Linked DNA regions of Mus musculus: region 2 is linked to region 1. Evidence: chromatin contacts called from public promoter capture Hi-C data. All regions are on one chromosome and are shown on one strand. Each heading gives the region's core, a stretch centred on a gene start, on an enhancer-like site or on the middle of the called end of the contact. The rest is flanking DNA. Distances are from core to core; before and after follow the strand shown.

Region 1 (4,799 bases), core at 1,854-4,353:
GGAACTGGACAAAACCAACAGCCAGGCAGAGAGCCCAAGAGCAGTCACAAGGAACAGTTTGGTGACACACACAGGCGCCCATAAAGGCAGTAAACTGGAAGCCATAACATATGCACAGAGACACACGCAGGCTGTGTGTGCTGCCGCTGCCTCTGTGAGCTCACAGGCGCTCTGCTCGTGTTGATTCGAAGGCCTGCTTTCTTAGTGTCCTCCATCCTCTCTGGCTCTGACACTCTTTCTTTTCTTTTCAGACAAGTTCTCTCACTCACTGAGTGGCAAAGGCAGGCCTTGAACTCATGGCCTAAGCAGTCACTTTAAACAACAAAAAGAAAAGTGTGTGTGAAGAAAGAGTGTGTGCCACAGGTGTGCAGTGTACTCAGCGGGCAGTGAGGGAGTCAGATTCCGAGAGGCTGGAGTTAGGGGTGATTGTAAGCTGTGCAGTGTGGAAGCTGAACTTACACTCTAGAAAAGCAGGGCTGCCAGCAGCCCACCAGTAGTAACTTTAGTGTGAGGTACAACTGTGTCATGTACAAAGTCAGTGTCACACAGCCATGTCAGTGTCACACACCCATCCATCAGTCCAATGGGCCTGCTCTGCTGCCGCTCACCTTGTTTTCTGAGATGGTTGCTTACTGAGTGCAACCATCCATTAACACTGTGTGCTAGACTTGCCAGCACCAAGTCCCCAGGATTCTGCTTTCCTCTGCCTAGCCCTGGGATCCCATCGCTTGACCTGGGCAGGGTTCCACAGAGCAGGCCCTGTGCTCAGTGAATCTTTTTCTGGACCTCTGCAGGCATGTTACATAGTGTTTTAGAGGTGCATGCTTCATGACCAACATCCACACTCCTACTGGAAACCCAGAAACCCTGTTGTCCATGACTGACACTTCTGCTTAATGTATTGTTGCTTCCCACACTATTGGTCATTTAAGATCCAGCACACGAGGTATGAACATGGCAGGCTGTACTTCATTCTTGATTCTCAAAAGAACTCTTAGAAGTCACAAAACTTTATGTAACTATGGAAAATGGAAAAAGTTTAATTTCATTCCATGTCTACAAAAGCTCACAGAGCTCAAATGATACCCCCAACATTTAACATACTATAATATAAATATCTCACAACTGTCAGCACAGATGGCTATTCAATGTAATGGTGTTTTGATGCATATTATTTACATGTTACAGTTATAATATATACTAATAAATGCTAATAATTCACTGTCATGTATTTCTATTACAAGCTTCACAAAAAGTCTGCATAAAGATGAGAAAAAGGAAAATGACATCCTGAACATTTTTTCAGTTGCTTCTGGCCATTTATATGAGCGTTTTCTAAGGTAGGTGAGAAGGTTCTCATAGTTTCAGAAAGTTACACATTTACACAGATCGGAATTCAGCAAAATGAAAGAATGAACCTCAAAAGGAAATAAACTTTTTTTCCCGTTTCTGCCAAAGTATTAGCTTATTTTCATACCCGCCATTATTATTATTTATTATTATTATTATTTATATTCTCTGCCAAAGGCCCCTGGAGGAGCAAATCCACTGGGTTTGTGCGTTCTTCTTGCCTAAATGTTAACAAGGTATACACCAGTGAGCAGCTTGCTTTTTACATGTAAGTTTTAAAATACATTTAAATTTTATTAATTTGATTTGATTTAGAATAGTTTTAATTAATGTTAGAAATGCGTTGAATTTAACAAGATAATGAGAAAAAATATATATTGTAAATTTTCCTTTCCCATGAAGGAATATCATATTTGGAAAAAGAACGAAGTCAGTGGAGAAGAAGAAGATGGTATTCAGAATTTAAAGAATATTTTTAAGAGTTTATATAAAGGACCACAAAGAATGCCTCAGAGATATTTCAGTTCTGATCCTGGTGCTTTAGAGAGCACTTTCAGGGGCGCGCCTCTCTCCTTCACTGAAAGGCCTGGGTAAAGCAACCACATGGCAGAGTCCCAGAATGCACCAGTCCCTTCTCTTCTGAAAGCCTTGTATTGATCACACAGTGGCTCTGTGATATTTGCACCCTTACATCCTTATGCACTGCCTATTGTCACAGCCATAATGTCTGAAGGTGTTTTAGTTTACCTCTACATATTTCACAATGTGTATTCATAAGTCATCATTTAAAGGCCTCTGAATATAAGTTACCCTGTATTTGTCTCCATGTCCTTTGACTTAGGATTATGATGCTTTCTGTTCTGCGGAACACCGAAACTCCCGTGAAGTTCTGGTTTCTGAAGAATTACCTCTCGCCAACATTTAAAGTAAGCACATGGCTATTTTACAATGTGGCTAAAGCTTGATACTAATTTCTTTGTTACCATTGTAATCTCTGAAAACATTTCCCTTTTCAATGTGAGGTTTTTAAATGTGTATTTGCCAAATAGGGCATGGGAGTGGAAAACACATGGACTGAGATGACACAATACAGGATCCGTCCTAGCAGATGCTATCACTAATTAGAAAAACCATTCTCTGGATAAAAACCTTGCAGCACTTCATGGCAAAAGTAATGCCTCTTCAAAACGGGGTTTTCCTTTCTGGTTTGCTTTTTCTCTCTGTTTCTTCTTCGTACGGTGCTTTCGTGCATAACATAAACACTGGTGAGTGCGCAGGTGTAAGCCTGTAGCTTTGCTCTGTTCACAGTAGCCAGGCCCTCCCTCCAGCCAGAAGGTCATTGGCCTAACTACCTGTCTGTCTCAGTTCCTGAGGAGTCTGTTTGGGGAAGCAAGGCAGCAAGCAGTGGGCGTGAGCTGGAGCAGGAGGCTGAGCCACAAGCTTGAAGCAGTCTTTCAACACTCTCAAAGCCCGCCTCCAGTGACGTACTTCCTCCAACAGACACGTCTGCTGCCGCTCCCTCCCCTTCCTCCTTCACACACTCCCTTTCAGCTTGGGAACAAGTTTATTAGAATAGTATTTAAGCAGTTTTCAGTTTCTTTATAATGATTTATAGTAAGCTTCTTCTAAAATGTATTGTTTGATTTGTTATATGTGTCTAGGAGGTAATTCCTCACATGGCTAAGGAATATGGATTCCAGTATGAGCTTGTGCAGTATAAGTGGCCCCACTGGCTTCATCAACAGACTGACAAGCAGCGAATCATTTGGGGTTACAAAATCCTTTTCCTTGATGTCCTTTTCCCACTGGCTGTGGACAAAGTCATATTTGTTGATGCTGACCAGGTAACAAGAGCGATTACTTTTTACTAAAGCTTGCTTTGCATCTAACTGAACATGAACATGAGGATTTGCATTGCTCATTGATTGTCACTGTTAGTTTTTAGACATACACGACACGACATTTTTTATATCCACTAAGAACCTGGAGTTTAAAAACACACTAGCAGAGCGTGCGCAGACGGGAAAGTGTGACAAGAAGTACCGTCTGCGTACAACATGGCAGTTCCTATCTGAAACAGCCATTATTATTATTGTATAATTTGGCAAGTAAAACTAAGACATGTGTACATTATTCGTTATAAAAACAGTTCCATGCACCTGCGCGGGTACGCACGGGTTCCGCGCACCTGCGCGGGCACGCACGGGTTCCGCGCACCTGCGCGGGCACGCACGGGTTCCGCGCACCTGCGCGGGCACGCACGGGTTCCGCGCACCTGCGCGGGCACGCACGGGTTCCGCGCACCTGCGCGGGTATGCACAGGTTCCATGCACCTGCGTGGGTATGCACGGGTTCCGCGCACCTGCGCGGGTATGCACGGGTTTTCCTCTAGCTGCTGACTTGCTGGGAAGGTTAGCGGTGAGTGGTGAGTGTGGCCCTTCTCTCCTGCGTCCACCATCAACAGTGAAACCATCAAGTTTCCATCTGTCCATGACTTACTTAGGAAAGGCTCTAAATTTAGCTGGAGATAATGAAAAGCCACCTTCATTTCCAAATCTGTATGTATAGAATTATTAGCTCATTTCAGGATATTTGTCATCAGTAATCATGAAAATATTTGACAAGTGTACAGAATTTCTAATGCAGGAATACTTAAGTGTTCGTGTATATAAAGTGAATTCACAGGATATAAACGACATATCAAGGACAAAGGTGTATTTTCAGGTTTTATATTAGAATTTGCTGATAAGCATGGAGTGGAGATGGGGGCAGCTTTTTTTCTAAGTCCAGCACTGCAGAGAGTGAGGCAGGAGGATGAGGAGCTCAGTGCAGAAGCACGAATGAGGCCACCTGGAAACAAAAGCCAACCGGGAGGAAAAGACGGCAGAGAAGAGAGCAGGGCCCTTGCCTGGGTGAAGTCTAAGCCACTGCCGTCTGAGCTCTGAGGCCAGAGACTATTTATCACCTCATTGTAGAACAGCAGGGGACTAAATGCAAAAATTTATTGCTGGGCTCCTTACTCTGGTGAGTCAGCAGCCAGAAGCCTCTCTGGCTAAGCTGGTTAACTCTTTGTGAACCACAGAGGAAGGAAAGGAAAAGAATTAAGATGCTGGGGCTGGTGAGATGGCTCAGTGGGTAAGAGCACCCGACTGCTCTTCCGAAGGTCAGGAGTTCAAATCCCAGCAACCACATGGTGGCTCACAACCATCTGTAACAAGATCTGACTCCCTCTTCTGGAGTGTCTGAAGACAGCTACAGTGTACTTACATTAATAAAATAAATAAATCTTTAAAAAAAAAAAAGAATTAAGATGCTGTATACAGGCAAATGTACACAGACGCATATACATTCAAACATTCATATACCCACACTCTGGCCGGGCCCAACTCTTTGTCACAATCAACTCCGAAAATATTCATGCATGCTTACATACGTGCATATGTACCTGC
Region 2 (4,298 bases), core at 1,273-3,772, 2.9 Mb before region 1:
TCCTGATCACAAATGTCAGATGGGCAGGCAGGTGCGGGAAATGGCCAGAAAGATGGCTAGTCACAGCCTCTAGGCAGAGATGTATCAATCACCCCTCTGAGGGTGCTTGCTTCTTCCTCAGGATCAGACCTTTGACCTAACCACGGAGCCACACAGCTGCCTACCTAAAAGGACATCACTCAGCGGAGTAGCTATGTAGGAGAAAACACTGAAGCAAGAAAAGTCATTACAAGCCGGGAGGTGGTGGCGCACGCCTTTAATCACAGAACTTGGGAGGCAGAGGCAGGTGGATCTCTTGAGTTTGAGGCCAGCCTGGTCTACAGAGTGAGTTCCAGGACAGCCAGGGCTACACAGAGAAACCCTGTCTTGAAAAAAAAAGAAAAAGAAAACAAAACAAAACAAAAGGAAAGAAAAAGAAAAAGTCATTACATTCAGGAACGGCCAAATGACTGATCTAGGGAGAACCACCACTAAGCTCTATTGTCAAAATCAGAAACATTGAACCTAAGACTTGCCTAACACCGTGTTTCCAAAACCAAACAGTTCACAGGTCCTGGATGCTTGTCAAATGCACACCTAAAGCATGACCTAAGCCATCCCAGTAACTCCTCCGCTCTGAACACCGGCTCGAGGGAGCTCAAGAGGGACCTATAACCTCAGCTTTCCCTAGGCTACAGTTGGCCCTGAGAACACACCTGTTCAACACGCACCCATGCCAGCTATAACAAATGATTACCTTTCTTAAAGCTGTGCTACAAATGCGACTACAACCTAATCCATACTGTGCTGCCCTCGATCAGATTTCTCCCGTGTGCATATGTGTGCGCACGTGTGTGTGCACGTGTATACCTGTGTGCATGCTGATATTGGGATGTCTTTCTGAATCACTCCACTTTTTTTGACACAGTAAACTGGCTGGCCAGCAAAGCCCTGGGGAATCTCCTGCCTCCACCTCTCACTGGTGAGTTATAGACACACACTGCATGCCTTAGCTTTTACATGGGTATTGAGAATTAGAACTCAGATATTCATGCCTGCAGGACAAGCTTCATAACCACTGAGCCATGTCCCCAGACTGTCACTTTTTAACTTTTACATGTTTGGTACAAAAGGGTGCCTCAAGATGCTGAGAACAACTAAAATCGAAGAAATCTGCTGTTGACAGATCCACCCACATAGTGTAACCCTAGGAAAGCCACACTACCTTATTCATCCAAACAGTAGTTTGAAGACCAACTCACTAGTAGTTCTGATGGATTCTGGGGCCAATACGTCAACGTTTCCATAACTTAAATTAGGTACTAAATATGGAGATCATAAACAACATTAAACCTACTTCAAAGCCTGAGATTACGGTGAGAGGTGAGGACGACTTTAAATTATGTCGCTGGCTCTGACAGTCAGCTCTCAGACTATGTAACAGGAGTGTTCTTTGAAAGGCTCATGACGTTCACAACAGAATGTACCATCTGGAGATGCCAGGCACTTCTGTGCTCTAGCAACATTAACTTCACACGCAGAGATGGGAAATACCGACAGAGAAAGAAACTGCGAACTGCGGCTTGTTCAAACAGTTTGCTGTTAGTGTATCAATGCCTAATCTCAACACTGTTTAGTTAAGAGTCCACTCTCTAAAGTCAACTCAACATAATGTCGTGGGGGGGGGGGGTGCCTGGAGGTTGAATAAACTTCTCCGCCCTCTACCTGCTGACCACCGCAGACACTCCTGGAGAGTGCAGCGGCATCCAGAAGCAAAGCTTGCATTCTCTTGCCAAGTGACTTCCTAACTTCACTGAAAAGCGCTCACTTTTTCAGCTCGCAAAAACTCTTCAAGGACAACGGGTAAGATGTACGTGGAAGTTAATATTGAGGGGGCAGATTCTGGAGCGGAGGATGAAATTCACACGTTCCAGGAATCAGGTGGGTCCCAAAGAAGCCTGTATGAATGAAGGGGGAGAGGGAACCGAGCAGGGTTCCAGCGTCGCCCCCACGGGAACATCTTCCAGCCCCGCACTCGAGTCGCCAAGTGCGTGCGTGGGCCCGGGCCACGAGATGAGCGGGGCACCCGGCTGGACCCTAACTGCCCAGCCCACCTGCAGCAGGGCAGGAGCTGCTGCGCACCTTGTGGGAGACGCCGGGAGCGGAATGGACGTGGCACCCCCTCGGCCCTCGGGGCTATGGTGGGTGCGGCGCCCGCTGCCCCCTAAGAGCAAGAACTGACAAGGCTCGGGCGCGGGAGGCAAGGGGCCCCCAGCCTCCTGCAACCCCGAGTCCCCCGCTGCCCCGAGCCGGGTCCGGGAAGAGCTCGGAATGGAGCGAAGGGCGGCCCAAGGATGAGGGAACCGGTACTCACAAAGCCCACTGGAGCCGGTGCTGGTGAACATGGTCCCGCCGGGCCCGGAGCCCCCGCGGGGCGTCAGGGGGAGGGGAGGCAGAGGTGGAGAGCCCCCAGCGACCGCGCAGGCGCACTGTCAACCAGCGAGCGAAGTCGGCCCGGCGAGGCGCTCCGGAGCCGCCAGGAAGAAGGCGCATGCGCAGCCCGTGGGGCGTGCACACTCGGCCAGAGCCCGCCCCTTCCTTCCCAGAGAGGAAGTGCGTAGGTGCGGGCGAGCCGGATGGTAGCTGCTTCCGGTAGTTCGGGGCGGGTTTGGCGCATGCCAGAATTCCCAGTACAGAACCTTACGGCGTGAAGCGCCGTGAGCGAGCCGGTTCTTCCGCCACAGAACACCAGGCCTTTCTCGAGACCTCTGACCTTTCACTGGGCGAGACGGCCGCGAGTCCCACGCATGCTCAGTACTTCCGTGTGGGCCTTGGCGCTCAGTGAACAGTCTGCTTCCGGTGACCCACCAAGCACCTGGGGTTGCTGGGGTGAGGGTGGACAAGACGGCTAGTAGAAGAAAAAGTTTTAAAAATACACTTAGCTTTCTGTTCCGGGCAGTGGTGGCGCACGCCTTTAATCCCAGCACTTGGGAGGTTGAGTTCGAGGCCAGCCAGGTCTTAGAGAGTGAGTTCCAGGACAGCCAGGGCTTGGGGGGGGGGGGGGGGACTGTATGTTCATCCAGTTGAGTTATTTCGCAGGAAAATTATTTCCTTATGATCTTCGCAGAAGCTGATTCCCACAAAATCTGTAGCCCACTTAAGACTGGTTCTCAAACTATGGGGTCCCTGGGAGCACTGAAGGGTGTTCAGAAGACCCGGCCGATTTTTGTAGTAATGCTAAAACGTGTATTTTTCCTTTCCCGTTCTTTTTCATCCATGAGTAGTAAGGTTTTCCAATTAACCAGCGCCTGATAAACCAACTGGAACTGCAGGACGACCAAGTGCGTGTTAAGGCAGATCCCCAGTTGCAAGTAATCTAGAAGCCACCATTTAAACTTTGACATTTTATGGAGGGAAAAATGCCATTTAATCTAAGTGCTTGCTTTTCTAATTCCAGACCTACTCTGGGTGAGCTTTTCTTCATATACTTCATCCAAAACATCACAACAAACTAAAAAGAGAGAAGTGCGCAGGGAATCCCCACAGGGTATTGAGCCAGGCATTAAAAGCATTCTTCCTTAAAATGGTTTGCCTAGGAAAGTACCCGGTGTCAAAACTGAATGGTTGAATTTGGACATTTTTGCCTGATTCATCTAAGAAATGGCCCTATAGTGGTTAAATACATAGAAACGAGGGGGATAGTGTAGATTTAAGGAAAGCTTCAAAGTCACATTATGTCTCTTAAATTACTGTTTTGAAATTTAATCCTGTCTACTTAAGTCCTATATATTATAGATAGTAACCACTTATGGTAAACTAATATAAACTATAAAAGGTTATTATCTAATCAGGGTTAGAGAGGAAGAAATGAAGTAAATTCCTCATTCCGTTGAACATTAGTATGTTTGGAAGATCTGAAATCTGAAAAGATAGAAAGCTGTGAGATGAACAGTAGTCAGAAGTTTTGTAGCAGTTGCACATACTGACTGATATCAACATGAAAACTCAATCGTCACAAATTCAGGGCTCATAGGAAATGAAAACACTTGAGTGGAAATATACCAAAAATGAAGTGGTCAAAACTTGAAACTCTTGAAAATTATTCCACAGGAAACACTTTTTTTTTTCCTCTTCCAGTATCGTGAACATCAGTGCAGCAGTTCTGGTCACCTGGATTTATAAACACCAAGAAGTAGCAACAGCCAGTGTGCAAGTCACTGACAACCCAAGTCACCAAAAATCTTACTGAGAACCCATTAGCTCCTTGAATTAAAGATTATTTTGTGAAAAGAGGCTTGATCGTCTTGTTCTGCACCTGA

Evidence for each region. Promoter capture Hi-C pulls out the DNA fragments that hold promoters and counts their contacts.
Region 2: a promoter capture Hi-C map of pre-B cells shows a contact between it and region 1, with 5 times the contacts expected there. The contact joins the promoter of Ubac2 here to the enhancer-like site in region 1. A contact is called at or near these places in 6 of 39 promoter capture datasets (fetal liver, hematopoietic stem and progenitor cells, hippocampal neurons and 3 more) and 1 of 115 datasets of contacts at active chromatin or transcription factors (astrocytes).

What each region holds. Positions count from the first base shown.
Region 1 is chr14:119,005,540-119,010,338 of GRCm38.p6, reverse strand. It overlaps Uggt2 (UDP-glucose glycoprotein glucosyltransferase 2), which reads left to right. Exons shown (of 39, transcript NM_001081252.2): 32 at 1,245-1,340; 33 at 2,192-2,276; 34 at 3,012-3,194. Among named protein-coding and RNA genes, the nearest start is that of Dnajc3, 70 kb to the right of the region's middle. Within about 2 kb of position 3,103, at least 375 of the 459 cell types and tissues checked have an H3K27ac peak or open chromatin away from gene starts, as enhancers often do. A contact at or near this core is called in astrocytes, fetal liver, hematopoietic stem and progenitor cells and 3 more, where this site is marked.
Region 2 is chr14:121,876,830-121,881,127 of GRCm38.p6, reverse strand. It overlaps Ubac2 (ubiquitin associated domain containing 2), which reads right to left and starts at 2,522. Exons shown (of 9, transcript NM_026861.2): 1 at 2,354-2,522. The coding sequence starts at 2,384. It overlaps 1810041H14Rik (RIKEN cDNA 1810041H14 gene), which reads left to right and starts at 1,720. Exons shown (of 2, transcript NR_130999.1): 1 at 1,720-1,920; 2 at 4,117-4,269.